2 separate regions of the Mus musculus genome follow, and region 1 is linked to region 2. Evidence: chromatin contacts called from public Hi-C data. All regions are on one chromosome and are shown on one strand. Each heading gives the region's core, a stretch centred on a gene start, on an enhancer-like site or on the middle of the called end of the contact. The rest is flanking DNA. Distances are from core to core; before and after follow the strand shown. Region 1 overlaps Dlgap2 (DLG associated protein 2). Region 2 overlaps Dlgap2 (DLG associated protein 2).

Region 1 (3,226 bases), core at 611-3,110, 600 kb after region 2:
ATACTTATGTCTATATATCTATATCTATACATCTCTATGTCTATATAATCTATATCTATCTTATCTCTATCTATATACGTATGTATATGTGCATTATGTGTATATATATGTGTGTGTGTGTATTTATATACCTGCATGTATGTTCATACATCCTTACCTTCATATATTAACATATGCATATACCCATTTATTGCACACACACATTGTTTGGTTTCTCCTGACTAAGATATTTATAACTCCATGAGAATCATGAATTATATCCGTAGTTCTTTATAGGAGATTTTACAGTCCTGACATTTAGTACCTAACATTTTCCACGAAGGTAAAAGGCTCTGCTGGGCCTGTCACAAAGGCAGCAGGTGTTCTGACTGCGCTGTGCTTGTTAGCATACATGGAGACACTGGGCTTACAGCATGTCCTACTGCATATGCGGACATGGCCCCTCAGAGCTGTGGACCCAGGTCCTTCATCAGGTCATTAAGGATAACGTTTTCTCTAACATTTTCCTGTTAGCCCATTAAAGTTCATCAGGACATTTCGCATGATAACACGGCACCTTTGGCATGAAGCTTTGTCGACATTTAAAGGGTGATCTGGAAGGTGTGCGACCTTGGGAGATGAAACTAGATAAATGTCTGGCCATTATGTGTGGCTCTGCCTTCCTCTGCGCACTACCTATGCAAGATTAGATTGATCATAAGGAATGCTATTCTGTGTAGTTGTACTCAGGGTGGCCAGACAGCCTCTGAGGCCTCTCGGTTCAGATCATTCTGCAGGGGGGACAAAGCTCACCCTTGAGCCTCTTAATTGCACCCCTCTTCTGCACCTGATGGAGCTGATTTGGCCTTGAAATGACCCACCCTGACATCTTTGAAGCCTTGCAAGTTAAAAAAAAATCTGGTTGGCTATCTTCTTTTCTTTTGGTTTCTCTTTGGGACCTATGAGACCCTCATTGGAGGGCAGTGTCAGAAGACATAGGCGGAAGACAGAGCATATTATTTGCTCTCAAAGCCGTGGTTCATGGTTGCTGGGGCCACTGCTGGTAGTAAACATTTGTAGGAAGTTTGCCCATCCTTAAGTCTAGGAAATGACCCTAGGGAAAGACAGACACCTCTTCCTAGGTTTCTCCAAGCTGTGCAGGCATGGGCAATTTGTGATGTAGCTATAATGCAGCTATCCCTCTCCCACACACTCAAGCAGAATCAGACAGAAATCTTGGACTGCCAGAGTCAGCCTTAGCTTGGCAGACATATGGACAGACGTCGCCATCTAGTGTTTCAATGGAAGAACAGGCTCGAACAGCAGAGCCCAGCTCTGAACCCCACTTAGGAGGAAATGGAACTTTCACATTGTGAAAGTTCACCTTCTACCCTAGGACCCTCCCTGGTGACATAGGCTGTTACTTGAGTGCCTGTGAACTGGGAAGAGGCAATGGTGCCCAACGGGTATAGTTTCCACGTGAGCATTCACTCAGCTGTGAACCAAACAATGTTCAACCCAGACCACTGATGAAATGTGAACAATGTAAGCACTTTTGGACAAATGTTGATTGTGTAACTCTACAGAATAAGCCAGCCTCACACTGAGTTAGGTAACCACACACAGAATCGGTGCTTAACTGTCACAGTAAGAACCCATTGAAACAGGCTGGAGAGATGGTGGCTCAACGGTTAAGAGCACTGACTCCTCTTCCAGAGGTCCCGAGTTCAATTCCCAGCAACCACATGGTGGCTCACAACCATCTGTAATGGGATCTGATGCCTTCTTCTGGTGTGTCTGAGGACAGATACAGTGTACTCATTTATATAAAATAAATAATTCAAAAAAAGGGAGCCAATTGGACCATACACTGTGCAGAAGTGAGGTTCGTCTTAGGCTGAGAAGAAGCCCAGGTTCTGCCTGTGGATGGTGGAGTGGCACCCCTTGGACAGGCTGAGTTAAGTGGGAGGGGGTGTCCTTGAGTCTTTTGTTCCTTCAAGAGATTGACTTGACTCTCCATGGGAGAAAACTTAAATCACATTACCTTTTGAAGTCATGCTTAATCCTCAGAACTAGAGCTAGGACCCATCAAAATAAACACAATGAAAAAAAAAATGGCCATAATCCTAGTGGCCTACCCACAGGGCAATCCGTCCCATCTGATTAAGTCACATGGCTCTATGGCTTTCTTGAGCTGCAAACCATTTGAAGGATGGAACCCAGAGAGTCTGTACATGCTAGGCAAGTATTGTACCACTGAGCTACATTCTACCCGCCCCCCAGGATTTTCAAGTTGAAGCATTAAAGGGATATGCTACGTGTTTGTAAGCCACTGGCATGTGCCTGGGCTGAGGTGGTCAGGAAGAATCTCCTGCCTTGTTTCAAACGTGTGGGGCTTCTCCTTGAGTGACTTAAAGGAGAAAGAATAGACACCCCCCCCATAATGTCCCTGTGTTTCCACAGGACCCCAGCGCCATGCCAAGACCCACCTCACAGGATCTAGCTGGCTATTGGGATATGCTGCAGCTGTCTGTGGAAGATGTCAGCATGAAGTTTGACGAGCTGCACCAGCTGAAGCTCAATGACTGGAAGATAATAGAGTCACCCGAAAGAAAGGTAATGCAGTCATGTGATGCGGTGGTCCCAAGCTTGTAGGCTTCTGGCGCCTGCTCCGGTACCAGATGATAGCGGATTTCTCCACATTTAATACAGGAACAGATTGTGTGTGTGTGTGTGTGTGTGTGTGTGTGTGTGTGTGTGTGTGTGTGTGTGTGATGGAGGAGGGGTATTGCAAGCACATACACAAATGGCCAGGAATGGAATCCTAGGTTCGAGAATAGCAGTGGGTGTCTTGCTCTATCTCCGGTACACAGACATCTCAGAGACACCAGGAAAGATCCCTACATCTCTAATCTCGTTTCCTCCAGGGATAAATCCTGGCTCATTTTCATCCAACTTCTGTTTGGATTGTATTTAGCTGATCTCCCACAGGTAAGATCTTAGGTCTGGCTAAGATGACAATTGTCTTCTATCCAAATACACTTTACCTGGTACATGTAGGGAGCTAAGGGCGTGACTGCATTTAAACCTTTCGGAGCAGTCTGAGGGTGTGGTCTTCTGATGGAGCTTCATCATCCTTAAATAGGCTGAAAATTTGCATTAAGTCTGAATTTGGCTCCTGCTGCATGGTGACATCATCTCAGGAGAGCCCTGGAAGGCAGTCCAAGTCAGCAATGCATGTGTCGAC
Region 2 (3,625 bases), core at 515-3,014:
CAGCAGTTTAGAGGACTGACTGCTCTTCCAGAGGTCCTGAGTTCAGTTCCCAGCTACCACATGGTAGCTCACAACCATCTGTAATGGGATCTGATGCCCTCTTCTGGTGCGTCTGAAGACAGCTACAGTGTACTCATATACATAAAATTAATAATTCTTAAATAAAAAATAAGGTGAAGAGATTGAAGAGATGGCTCAGTGGTTAAGAGTATTTGATGTTCTTGCATCTTCCAGAGGATCTGACTTCAGTTCCCAGATAGTTCCCAGCCTTCACAGAGCTCCCATTTGTGCAAGTCAGAGAATAATGGAGACAGCCTCCCAAGGGGAAAGATGAAGAAGCCAGTTTGAGACCAAGTGACGGAGCTAATAAGTGAGAATGTTTCTGAAGTGTGGGGATTGAGCTGAGATATCCTGTAGAGTCTTCCAGACAAAGAATGTTATGTGCAAGGAACCCCAGGTCATACATGTGTCCTGCACATGGAGCAGTGAGGGACTGGTGCCGCGGACCTTGAGCAGGCTGTGATTGGCAGCTCTGATCAGGTCATGTCTGGCCTTTCAGCCCTTTAAGATCTAAGTGCTCCTGGGAACTGTTAGGAGGGGTTTGGGGAAAGTATAGTGTGTGCAATGTAGTATATGACATGACTTCTGAATGGAGAGATAATTCTAGTCTTGTTCCAGTTGCAATGCTAAATACCATGATCAGAAGCAACTTTTGAGAGAAGGGAGTTTATTGGGCTTACAATTCCAGGTTATCATTCTTGTTTGCTGGGACGTCAAAGTGGGGACTCACTGGGTGACGTGCACCACCAAGAGCAGAGAGAATGATGGATGCACGGGTCCCTGCTTGCTTGGCGCTTCTGTTTAACTACCTTCCTTCACTCTTTCACAGATCAGAGCCCAGCTCAGTGAAAGAGTACTGTATGTATTCGGTGTGGATGTGTGCACCTTTCCTTCAATTGACTACCAAGATAACCCCTCAACTCCCTGCTATATCCATGGGCCAATCTGACTTATGTGACTCCTTGGAGGAAGCTCTTCTCACAGGGGATTCTAAGTCATGGCCAGCTGACAATTCAAACTCATCGTGGGGACTTATAGGGGTGGCTTTCTGAAGACAAGGTTTCTGGACCCATGGACCTCACTAAGGTGAGGGAGGAAAGGAAGTTGGCTGGGCGGCAGTGGTAGGTGCTTATTTAGTCCCAAGAATTGATGCTGGGTTCTGTGGGCTGAGGGCTGGCGTGGAGAGGAGGTGGGCAGGGCGGAGGGTCCTGCTACAGAAGCTGGGGAGAGGTGGCAGGTAATCTGAAGGTTAGTTACATGCAATGGGTTCATTCAAAGCTGTCCAGGGATATCTAAGCGCTGAAAGGGAGTGGGCAACTGGACACATACTTCTGAAGTTAGACAAGGGAGGCTTGGAGGAAGGGATCAGAAAGACAGCAAGAGTGTCATACAGGGGGGAGGGAGGGCGGTGCATGAGGTCAGGAGTGATGCCCGGGAACATTGATTTAACCTCTGTCCCAGTTGAACTCACTGGTGATGTGGCAGGAGTCCCTTGGGTTCTGGTGAGGGAGGGGTGGTGGGGACCAGACTTTACTCATTTAACAAGGTGACAATTCAGCATTTTACAGCATTCTAAAACTATTCACCACAGCTTCCACGAGAGCTGCGAGTTTCTGAAGCCACGTGGTATTTGCAGCTTGTGGTCGCCAGTGGTTGAATGTGCTTTGGGTAACTGGGGGAGAAGGGGGTGGGGCTGGCCAGGGGTGGTGTCCTCACTTGAGGCCAGTGCTTCTGGTGGCTTTGCCCTTTCTAGTGAAATTAATGAGGAATAGAAATTGGGCTTCTCTCATGATCTGAATTATTATTTCCCATCTGTTTTTGGGAAAACAGCCTCTTACTCGATTCCTGACTTCATCTGCCTGTGGTTCCGGAAGCTCAAGCCTTGTGCCACTGCCGTCTGGAATCATTACATGCTGAGTTCTGCTACTGTTAAGCTCAGAAAAGTAAAAGAAAACCAAACTTCTGTAAAATTCATTTAATGGTTTCTCATAAGAAGGGAAATGTCTATTGAGTCTTTGGTTTTTTTTTTTTTTTCCCACCTGTAACAGTGATAACGATAGTTCTTAGACAATGGCAGTAAGCAGGTTGACTTTGGAAGTTCTTGCTATGTAATGTCTGCAGAGGTGGAGGACAGGTCTTCGAAGAGTGCCCCAGATCTGACTTTAGAAGGCAGAATGGCTTTTTCCCATGGGACAGTGCTCTAGGCTTGAGGCTGCATGTGAGGCTAGAATGCCTAAAGGCTCTGGGTAGGACACAGGTCCAAAGCCCCCTAAGCCAGGGCTTTGTGTGAGCCATGCCCAGAGGAGTACACTGCTAGTCCCTCAGGGGACAGGAGTGTGACACCAATCAGAGATGACTCCTCCTGTCTGTCCTTGGGGGAACCCTGGCTTTTTGACCCACCGGGACCCAGTTGAGTTTCCGATTTCTTTGCTGAGACCCAGATGAGCATCTTCTATGGATGAGGCTATTGGTCTTCACTGGCCCACTGGTGGATGACCAGAGTATTCTGATTGGCTGGAAGCTGCCAGTCTGGGCCCCAGGGCAGCAAGGTTGTGGGTGTGTTGAAGGGTTGCTGGGAAAACCTGTGGGATTGTATTTCTAATTGCAGGACATATGTCAGGGTTGTGCCTCTGTGTACGGGGAATATCCAGGGCTGGGTGGTGCCCTTGGAGGGAGAGGTCCAGTGCTGAGGTGGATGTTATTGCTGGGGGAAAGAAGGTGTCCTTGCTTGCATCCTCAAGCCCCCTGTGCTCATGCTTTCCAGACAGCACGTTCTTTATAGGAGGTATGGGATGGTGGGTCCCTGAATGCCTGCATTAAAGATCTATGAGGCCAGTCACTTTTTGTGTCATAGGAGCACATGGTTATGGTTGAAGGCATTACCCAACTCCCAGGACACATAGTTGCCTTGAAAACCACCTCTTTTTCAGAGGCAGAATTGAACATTCTGACCTGGTGCCTTAGAGAAACCCATCACCTTGGATTCTGTGAATCCTGCTTCTCTGAAGATGAGAGTGTCACTTCTGTGATAGGAAGGAGGGTTCTGTGAAATGAGAGCATGACAGAGGTGCTTTTGTGGCTTTTATGAGTCATGGCCACCTTAGTGTCTCTTTCCTGTAATAGTGGACAGAGTCTGCTTTGCCGCACTGTGCTGACCTTCTGACCATGAGATCACAGGCAGTGGTAGATGGAGGTGTATCTCTATGCAGAACTGTGTTTACACCAGTTAACCAACATTTCTGTTGGCCACTGTATTGGGCACTTTTCTAGCCACTGTTAACCAAACACCTGAGAAGAAACATCTTGAAAGAGGAAGATGTATTTTTTGCTCATAGTCTGAGGGTACAGTCCATTGTGACAGAAAGTACGAATGGAGAGTGGCTTGGGGCTGTGGAGGCAGGAGAAAGGGGTTACTTGCTCACATCTGGGAAAAGTAAAGACAGTGGGGACAGGGGCAGGGGCAGGGGCAGGGCCAGGGGCAGGGCCAGGGGCAGGGGCAGGGATGAGCCAGCTACTGTTGACTCAATTCCTCCAGCTAAGCTCTACCTCCAAAGGCTTCAGAATG

The links. A called contact is a pair of places that touch in the nucleus more often than the background predicts.
Region 1: a Hi-C map of liver shows a contact between it and region 2, with 2.6 times the contacts expected there. The contact joins two enhancer-like sites. A contact is called at or near these places in 1 of 15 datasets of contacts at CTCF or cohesin (the NIH/3T3 cell line), 2 of 484 Hi-C or Micro-C datasets (embryonic fibroblasts and liver) and 1 of 9 other capture datasets (embryonic stem cells).

What each region holds. Positions count from the first base shown.
Region 1 is chr8:14,841,056-14,844,281 of GRCm38.p6, forward strand. Dlgap2 (DLG associated protein 2) reads left to right here. Exons shown (of 16, transcript NM_172910.3): 15 at 2,443-2,595. Among named protein-coding and RNA genes, the nearest start is that of Cln8, 46 kb to the right of the region's middle. Within about 2 kb of position 1,861, at least 22 of the 459 cell types and tissues checked have an H3K27ac peak or open chromatin away from gene starts, as enhancers often do. A contact at or near this core is called in liver, where this site is marked.
Region 2 is chr8:14,243,572-14,247,196 of GRCm38.p6, forward strand. The region is part of intron 2 of Dlgap2 (DLG associated protein 2); the gene reads left to right. Among named protein-coding and RNA genes, the nearest start is that of Gm26184, 28 kb to the right of the region's middle. Within about 2 kb of position 1,765, at least 4 of the 459 cell types and tissues checked have an H3K27ac peak or open chromatin away from gene starts, as enhancers often do. A contact at or near this core is called in liver, where this site is marked.